Linked DNA regions of Mus musculus: region 2 is linked to region 1. A link is a contact called in public ChIA-PET data. All regions are on one chromosome and are shown on one strand. The core of a region is the stretch at or near the end of the contact, and the rest is flanking DNA. Distances in the headings are between cores, read along the strand shown. Region 1 holds the start of Zdhhc3 (zinc finger, DHHC domain containing 3). Region 2 overlaps Limd1 (LIM domains containing 1).

Region 1 (4,158 bases), core at 716-3,215:
GCCATGATGTGATTGAGAAGCCAAGCAAAATTGAAGGGGTTGGGCGGGGACGATGGGACAGACTATACCAAGATGGAAGGGAAGCTGGACAGCAAGAGACCACTGAGAAAGGATACAGTTTGGTGAAGAAAAGAAGATGATTCACCAGAGAGTCACCAATCATTATGGTTCTTATGAGAGAAAGTATTATAAAGCTCTGGATGGAAGATTTCCAATTTTTGCAATGAACCCACTTTTTCTTCAGGTCATTTAAGATTTCCTGAACCTGTAGAATTTAAATCTCATCAGCACTTAATGTGTCACCATGAAGACTAGGGATATGGAATGACAGAGTCACACTTCTGGCAAAAAAAACAAAAAAAAATTAAAAACTCATCAGCACTTAATGTGTCACCATGAAGACTAGGGATATGGAATGACAGAGTCACACTTCTGGCAAAAAAAAAAAAAAATTAAAAACTCATCAGCACTTAATATGTCACCATGAAGACTAGGGATATGGAATGACAGAGTCACACTTCTGGCAAAAAAAAAAAAATTAAAAACTAAAAGGGAAGCCCCACCCCTAGGATTGACTACTTTAACATTCCCATACAACCCACTGTGCATATACCCCACTATTACTAAACCTGATCTTGAACTAAAAAGCTAATGAGTTGTGGGTTTGGATTTTTATTACTCAAGTTTAATATGAAACCTAATGACTGAATTTTGGCATTCCTTACTCTATATGAAGTAGAAAATAACAGTATGTCATATGATTTAGAAAAGAACATGCTTTCACTTGCATTATGTAGTTTAAATGGTAACAGGTCACCTTACTATGATGACTACATCACAAGATCAACTGTAGGGACAAGGCTTGTAGAATACTAGATTATGGTTGCCAGGAAACATTCTTCACTTCTCTTGAACGTTCAAAAGCAGGACTGAGCCCAGATCGCGGTAGTCATTGTAGCTACCCAAAGATCTAAGCGCCCCACAAGTAAAACAGGTAAATCAACAATTACACCATAGACTACCAGTCTGCTTTGAAAAATTCTTCTCAGCGGGTGGTGAAAAGGCATGCCTTCTGCCAAGGCAGGACTGATAGGAGTTACACACCAGCCTTGGATATAAAGCTCTCCTCCTCAAAAAAAAAAAGCAAAAAAACAAAAGGGTTGAGAATGCGGTTCCATGATAGAATGCCTGCCTAGCATGCACAAGGCCAAGAGGTTCAACCTCCAGCACCGCCAGAAAGAAAAACACTCCCTATTTTTCTCTATTTGTAAGACATGTGTGTGTATATGTCAGCGTGATTTCTCTTAAGATTGGGTCTTTATAGCTCAGTCTGGCCTTAAACTCCTGATTCTCTTGTCTCCACTTCCCAGCTGCTGGGATTACAGGTGCCAGCCACCAAGGTCTGGAGCATGCTAAGCACGCACTCTATTACCGATGCATTTCCTTCTTTCCTGTTTTTAGGGGGTGTGTGGCGTGTGGTGTTTGCTGTCAGAATTTTAAAGTCCTTTTCCCCCTCGGATACACGGCCTCTGTGTGCAAAGTCACCAGAGTCCATTCACGTGCCGCTATTCTGATTACAGGATCTCGGGCACTGCACTCTCAGGTCGTGCAGAGGCCACAAGGACATTCCTTCATTAAACTGCAGCCTCGGGAACTGCCCGCCCGCCGCTCCCTGATGAGCTAGGAATCTCCTCCATCCCGAGAGCTGTGGACATCTAGGCATACAGGACGCACACTCGCTGCAGCACTAAGCCTCGGGCGTCCGTCCTGACCACGTGGCCGCCCCGCACCTCCTCCCTGCGCAATATGGCCTGCACTCGCGGCCGCCACCGCTACCTGCACTCCATGAACGATGTAGACCTTCTCGGCCTCGCTTAGCGCCACCGACGCCATGCTGCTCAGCTCACCGCGCGCGCTGGCGTGTCATCAGCTCGCGCCTCTCCCCACCGCGCCTGCGCGTCATCAGCCCGCGCGGTGGCCGCTCCCGCAGCCGCGGCTGCCGCCACCGCCTGGAGCTCCATGGGCTTCTCCTTCGCACCGCCCCGTGTGAGGCCGAGTCCGGCAAGCCGTGGCGCCGGGTGCCCGTGCCATCGCGGACGCTGGCGGCTGGGCCCCGGGGCAGCAGCAGGCGGCGCGGGACTGCTAGCTGCCTCCAGATTGACGGTCAGTGCAGTGGGGAAGCCCCAGAAGGAGGGAGGCGCGGGGCCCCAGCCGGGACTGGATGGGAAGCGCGCAACCCGAGCGCTCGGGCCGGAGTCGAAGTAGCCGAGCGCGCGCACGTGAGACACTTCAGGAAGGCGGAAGTCGTGCTGCCCATGAGGGACCATCTCCTCAACCCCCTCCTAGTTGGTCCCTAGGATGGCTGAAGGAAAGAGACCATGGATCCCTCATTAGGTCACTGGTCGGGAAGGGTCTGCACCAGGAATGGGGCGCCAGCTTCTCAATTTTCTCACCCCTCCTTCCATTCCAGGGATCGATCTCTGTCCTGTCTTCCCTCATCCTTTCCTCCCCTACTGCCCATCATCAGATAATGGCCCAGAGCTTTGCAAGTTACCCTTGCCCCGTGCGGTTGCTGGAGTATTGTCCCAAAGAGAGTAGGGAGAGTGTCTTGCACTTCGGGATGCCTGGATGGAAGGGATCTCCGGGGAAGATGGATAACTTCATGAAAGAAAACCGACCCTGGGAGGATATGGGACCTAGGTTATCCAGAAAGGATGCCTGCAAGGTGAAGCTGGGGTCATAGTGAGGGGCCCTTTAAGGAAGAGAGGGGATATGAACTAAGTTTTAAAGGGTCTCTCTGAGAAAATGAGGGGAGACTTGGTAGAGACTTACCTGGTGTTCTATTTTAAACAAAAGTAACCCTTCAGCTTAATCATCAAGAAATAAAAGGTGCTGGCCACCCTTTGCCTTTAATCCCAGCGTTTGGGAGACAGAGCTAGGCGGATCTCTGAATTCGAGGTCAGCCTGTTCTACACTGTGAGTTCAAGGACAGCCTGAGCCACATAGTGAGATCCTGTCTCAAAGACACTGCCCCCACTCGTCGAAAAAAGGCTTTTTTTCTCTTGTGCTAACTAAGTAAGTAAACAGAACACTAACCAGAGTCCTCCAGGGTAGAAGGGAAGGCTCTTGTGAGCATAGCCACAGAGCATGGTGATTAGAGTTGTCATAGTGGATTACTGACTACGCTGAGATTTCAACAGTAACAGGAAGTGCCTGGCTATATTCCTAGGTACTGAACTGTTAGCTGCTGAGCCCTCAAATGATAGCCTCTTCTTGATAGACTGGATATGAATTTCCTGCGTCCATACATAATACTTACTACAGGTGCTCCTGAGACGGCTTCCTGTAGGGTTGGACTTTGCCCTCTAGGGTAACTGGAAAAGGTGGAGCCAGACGGCTTTCTTCCTTTTTTGGAGGAACAGATGCCACACTTGATATAGCACCTAGACACCATCTCTGGTTGAACAACTAGATTCTGTGTGAGGAACTGGTGAAATAGCAAGGGACTCCTGCTAGTAGGGTATCTCGTGCTAGAGATGACTGGAAAGAGAGACCATTTGAATATATAGTGGGGTGGGGGTGGGGTAGGGTGAAGATTGAAAAGTCAGAAAAGATACTGGAAGAAAGTTTGACTTGAGTTTAACTACTATGAGCCATTTTCCTGGGAAAAAGTCTTTGGGCATATCTTTAAAAGTGTGTTAGTGGCAGAACAGTAGCATGTGCAAAGGCCCTAGGTTCCCTCCCCAGCACCACACGGGCATATCCTACCCCCGACAGCAGACAACAGGTTCTTTCTGAAGAAGGGTCAGTGTTATCTATTTGGTGACTGATTTTATGAGTAATATCTGGTATTAGGTTCAGAAGACTTCAAGAAACATAAACAGTGGAGTTTATATTCTCTGCTGGAACACTGCTGTCATCACTAGTTATTTTTCCTATGTGATGCTAGAGCATTTTCATCATATTCATTGAATGCATTAGATGTCCTTAAACCTCATAACTCATAGTTCTTATTTATTGAAGCTATTCAAAGAACATATTAGAACCAGAAAAATGAAATACCCAAGGATGGCACATTATATTGTGTTATACCAGTTTGCTTTTTCATTTCTCTTGGGGTTTTTGTTTGTTTCATGCTGTTTTGTTGTTGTGTCTTTT
Region 2 (4,158 bases), core at 1,031-3,530, 380 kb before region 1:
CACTTGGAGCATGACTCCATGGTAGAGCAGCTGCCTAGGGTGTAGGAAGCTCAGGGCTCCATCTCTACAGTCTTACCTCTCCCCACTCTCTTAGCCTGTGTTCCTCTTTCCACCCCCACTGCTGCACACTTACTGCAGGCTGCACAGGTGAAGCACGCATCGTGGTAGAGATCTCCCATGGCCTGACAGGCCTGGCCAGCTCCAAACACCCCTTTGCTGCATTTCACACAGGAACCTGAAAGGCACCAAGTCAGAAGAAAACTCGGATGTTTAAAAAGTTTTGAAAAAGCCAAGGAACAAAGAATACCCTCCCTACCATAACACCACATCCATGGATTTCTCAGGGCTCAGTTCTTACAAGTACAAAAAACAGCTACCATCAACACGCCCTCCCCTACACACACACAGTTCTCACACCTGCCCAGAGCTTTCAAAGGCTCCCACCATTCAAAAAAAAAAAACAAACAACAAAAAAAAAACCAAATCCTAAGCAAACCATGACTACAACACAGCTCAGGGGGGAAACCTAAACTCAAAAGAGTTTGGATATGTTTAAACGTATTGAGACAAGATCTTACTCTGTAGCCCAGCCTTGCCTGGAACTCATTATATAACCCACAATGACTTCAAACTCAATGACAATTCTCCTACCTCAGCCTCCTGAGTGCTGGGACTACAGGTATGTGTCAGCATAGTTGGCTGAAAATTTAATATTATATGAATTATTTATATGTGTTTTAAAGCTTTCCCAGAACACAGCAGGTAAAAAAAAGTTACTGCATTGTTTCAGAATTCCTAATTTGAGTGACTGATTGATTGAGATAATGTAGCCCTGGCTAACCTGGAATTTGATATGTAACCAGGCTGACCTTGAACTCAAAGAGATCCACCTGCCTCTGCCTCTGCCTCTGCCTTAGAGTTCCTTCTTTTTCTTCTTGAGACAGGGTCTCACTATGTAGTACACTGTCTTGGAAATCACTACGTAGACCAGGCTGGCCTTGAACTCACAGAGATGGGCCTGCCTCTGCTTCATACCTTCTGGGTTAAAAGGTGTGTGCCACTACACCCCCCAGAGTTCCTATTTTAAATTGAAAAACCAATTACTACTAAGAAAATCTAAGCTTCTATACTCTTTTTAAAATGTCCTCACATCAACCACTCAGAATAGCCATGCCCCTGACCTCCCACTGTTGGACTAGCCCACCTCCCATTTTGCCTTGTTGCTACCACACCCACACCAAAGGCCATCTCCACTTGAAACCTCAACTACAAGGCTCCTCCATAAAAAGGCAACCTTCTGCAGGTGACAGTGCAGCCCTGTGTCCTGTCCCTTTGCCCAGTAGGCTACACAGCATTTGTCCAATCATAAGCATTTCTCTATCACTTGGAGACATGTTTTGCAGACGCTGCAATGGGATGAAGAGCAAAGGTGACTGCATTCAGCCTACCTGGAGGAAACTGTTCTCCCACAGTGGGCAAAGGGGCTTCCCACCTTACCTGGATCCTGCATGAGGCCTCACAAAAGTGGCCTAGGCTGGGGCTCAACATTAGAAAAAAAGAAGAGAAGCTGTTGACTATCCTTAGACTTTGCACAATCCTGAGGCCACCAGATTTACACGAATACCCAAAAAGGAAAGGAAAGGAAAGGAAAGGAAAGGAAAGGAAAGGAAAGGAAAGGAAGAGAGAGAGAGAGAGAGAGAGGAAGAGAGAGAGAGAGAAAGAGAAAGAGAGAGAAAGAAAGAGAGAGAGAGAAAGAAAGAAAGAAAGAAAGAAAGAAAGAAAGAAAGAAAGAAAGAAATTACTAAATCAAGAGAAAAGTGAGTGGGGCTTTTTCTCAGCTAAAGGCTATCTACCCTGTGGTCCTGCCAGTTCTGAGAGTTCTGGGCATCAACAGGTTCTAGAAATGGACCATACCATTGTATCAAACTAGACTAATGACCCTAGCAATACTCTGTCCCTCCCACACTAAAGATGAAATATCCCCAGAGGTACCGTTTGCCCACTGGTGTTGAGTGTCTACTTACCAATCACCTCCTCTAGACCTTGCACTATTCAGGCAAGGTGCTGGTGGATGCCCAATATCACCTCCAGAGTGTCCAAAATCAAAGTGTACCAGCTGATCCTCATGTGCACATGAGGATGAGATCCGAGTGAGAACAGCACAGCATTGCCTGACTCTCTGGATGCCCCTGCTTCTACCCTCTCATGCACTCTGCAGTTCCTGAGCCAATCCGTGAGGCCATCACTAACCCACAAAGGAAGTACTTAAAGCCACTTGGTGCTACAACCATTGCAGCAGACCTCTTTCTTCAGCTGCCACCGAACACGTGGCCTCACTTCACTCAGTGGGAAAGGAAGTTCAGATAGCAACTTCTCAATCACTGTAAATTTGCCCGTGATCTCCAGCTCCTGGCCTCAATGCCTCTCCCCCTCAAAGGAAGAGGGAGTTTAAAACAGCACACTTCACTTCAGCTAAGCCTGCTGACGGCCCACTGCCAGGTAGCCCATGGACACACTCTTCTAGGGGGAAATCCCAAAAGGATACATAGCATTTTAAAGGACAATTAGACACATTTTTTTTAAAGATTCATTTATTTATTATATGTAAGTACACTGTAGCTGTCTTCAGACAATCCAGAAGAGGGAGTCAGATCTTGTTATGGATGGTTGTGAGCCACCATGTGGTTGCTGGGATTTGAACTCCGAACCTTCAGAAGAGCAGTCGGGTGCTCTTACCCACTGAGCCATCTCACCAGCCCCACATTTTTTTTTTTAACTCACCCAATAATTTCACAGAATCCTTCCTGAAGGACAAAGAGATCCAAGAATATTCATAAAAACAATACCAACCAGGCTGGAGCGACAGCTCGCAAGTTAGCAGCATGTGCTGCTCTTGTGAGGACCACAGTTATGTAGGCATAATGATATTGTGCACTGTGTAAAGTTTACCCTCGTGTTGTTCAAATGCTGATTTCTCTGCCCTCACATCTTGTTGCAATCTGGGCCCGGCACTGTAATGCTTGTGTCAAGAATCTCCTGTCTTAGGTTTGTGTAAACAACGTTCATCATTTATTCTCTGCCTTGTCAATAAAAACTGGAAAAGCCAGTGACTGGGAAATAAAGAGAAGATTAGAGAGACTCTAGAGGGCTGGAGAGGTGGCTCCGTGGTGAAGAGCACTGCCTGCTCTTCCAGAGGTCCTGAGTTCAATTCCCAGCAACCACATGGTGGCTCACAACCATTTGTAATGAGATCTGACGCCTTACATATAATAAATAAATAAATCTTTAAAAAAAAAAAAAGAGTAAAGAGACTTCTGCCAGCCATGGGGGTCTGGAGAGACACAGAATACACCTGAAGCCCAAAGGGCCAGAGCAATAAAAAAACCCAAGTATATTTGGGATCTTGGCTGGGAGGTAGCCTGTAACCTCCCCCACCCCCTCAGCCTGAAACCTGTTTGCTCAGGTTTCACTGTGTGCATCGGGGTGGAGCCTGCCGCCCTATCGTTCTGCCACTCCCACTGCCGCTGCCTGCCGCCTTGCTGTTCCGGAGTCAAACACGAGGTCACCTGCAACTTTACTCCAGGATGATTTGGCAGGAATGGGCCCCTCCCCCCCTCCTTCATAACTCGATGCACGAAATAGTAAAACTGAGCTTTGATCAGAATCTTATCTTAGCTCCGTCTCTCTCGCGTCGCCTAGCCCCCTCTTCTCTTCCAGGTTCCAAGATGCCTCTCAGACTAGAACCCAGACATGTGAGTCGCTGGCCAGCCACAACAGTAGCCAGATTAGATTAAAGGATTAGAATAGTATTATAATACCTAGTTGTTGTATTTAAGCCGAAAATAAATCTTGGTCTCTCTGTGTCATTATTGGGAAACTAGCTACGATAAAGAAAACAGATGCTGTATTTATTTACTGCATACATTTATATTAAAATTGCTGTTATAAAATTCCATTCCCAGTACCCACATCTGGCAGTCTGCCTGTAACTTCTGTGCCAAGGGGATATATTGTCCCCTTCTGGACTCAGACACAAACACAATTTAAAATAAATCCTTAAAAAAAAACTACAGTGACAGAAGTCAGATCATGGGGGCAATCCTGTAAGGGTATAGCACTAACAACCAGCACAGGTCTCTTCCTAAGTTTCTTCTTGGA

Evidence for each region. ChIA-PET counts read pairs in DNA pulled down with a chosen protein or histone mark.
Region 2: a contact with region 1 is called in an RNA polymerase II ChIA-PET map of memory CD8 T cells, with 12 read pairs. The contact joins the enhancer-like site here to the promoter of Zdhhc3 in region 1. A contact is called at or near these places in 14 of 39 promoter capture datasets (the 3T3-L1 cell line, 3T3-L1-derived adipocytes, the HPC-7 cell line and 8 more), 2 of 484 Hi-C or Micro-C datasets (bone marrow-derived macrophages and muscle stem cells), 11 of 115 datasets of contacts at active chromatin or transcription factors (bone marrow-derived macrophages, double positive thymocytes, embryonic basal ganglia and 5 more) and 3 of 9 other capture datasets (adipose tissue, embryonic stem cells and macrophages).

The regions. Positions count from the first base shown.
Region 1 is chr9:123,111,001-123,115,158 of GRCm38.p6, reverse strand. It overlaps Zdhhc3 (zinc finger, DHHC domain containing 3), which reads left to right and starts at 1,965. Exons shown (of 7, transcript NM_001372538.1): 1 at 1,965-2,163. It overlaps Exosc7 (exosome component 7), which reads right to left and starts at 1,928. Exons shown (of 8, transcript NM_001081188.1): 1 at 1,837-1,928. The coding sequence starts at 1,893.
Region 2 is chr9:123,496,208-123,500,365 of GRCm38.p6, reverse strand. It overlaps Limd1 (LIM domains containing 1), which reads right to left. Exons shown (of 8, transcript NM_013860.2): 2 at 134-235. Among named protein-coding and RNA genes, the nearest start is that of Limd1, 20 kb to the right of the region's middle. Within about 2 kb of position 2,280, at least 54 of the 459 cell types and tissues checked have an H3K27ac peak or open chromatin away from gene starts, as enhancers often do. A contact at or near this core is called in memory CD8 T cells, where this site is marked.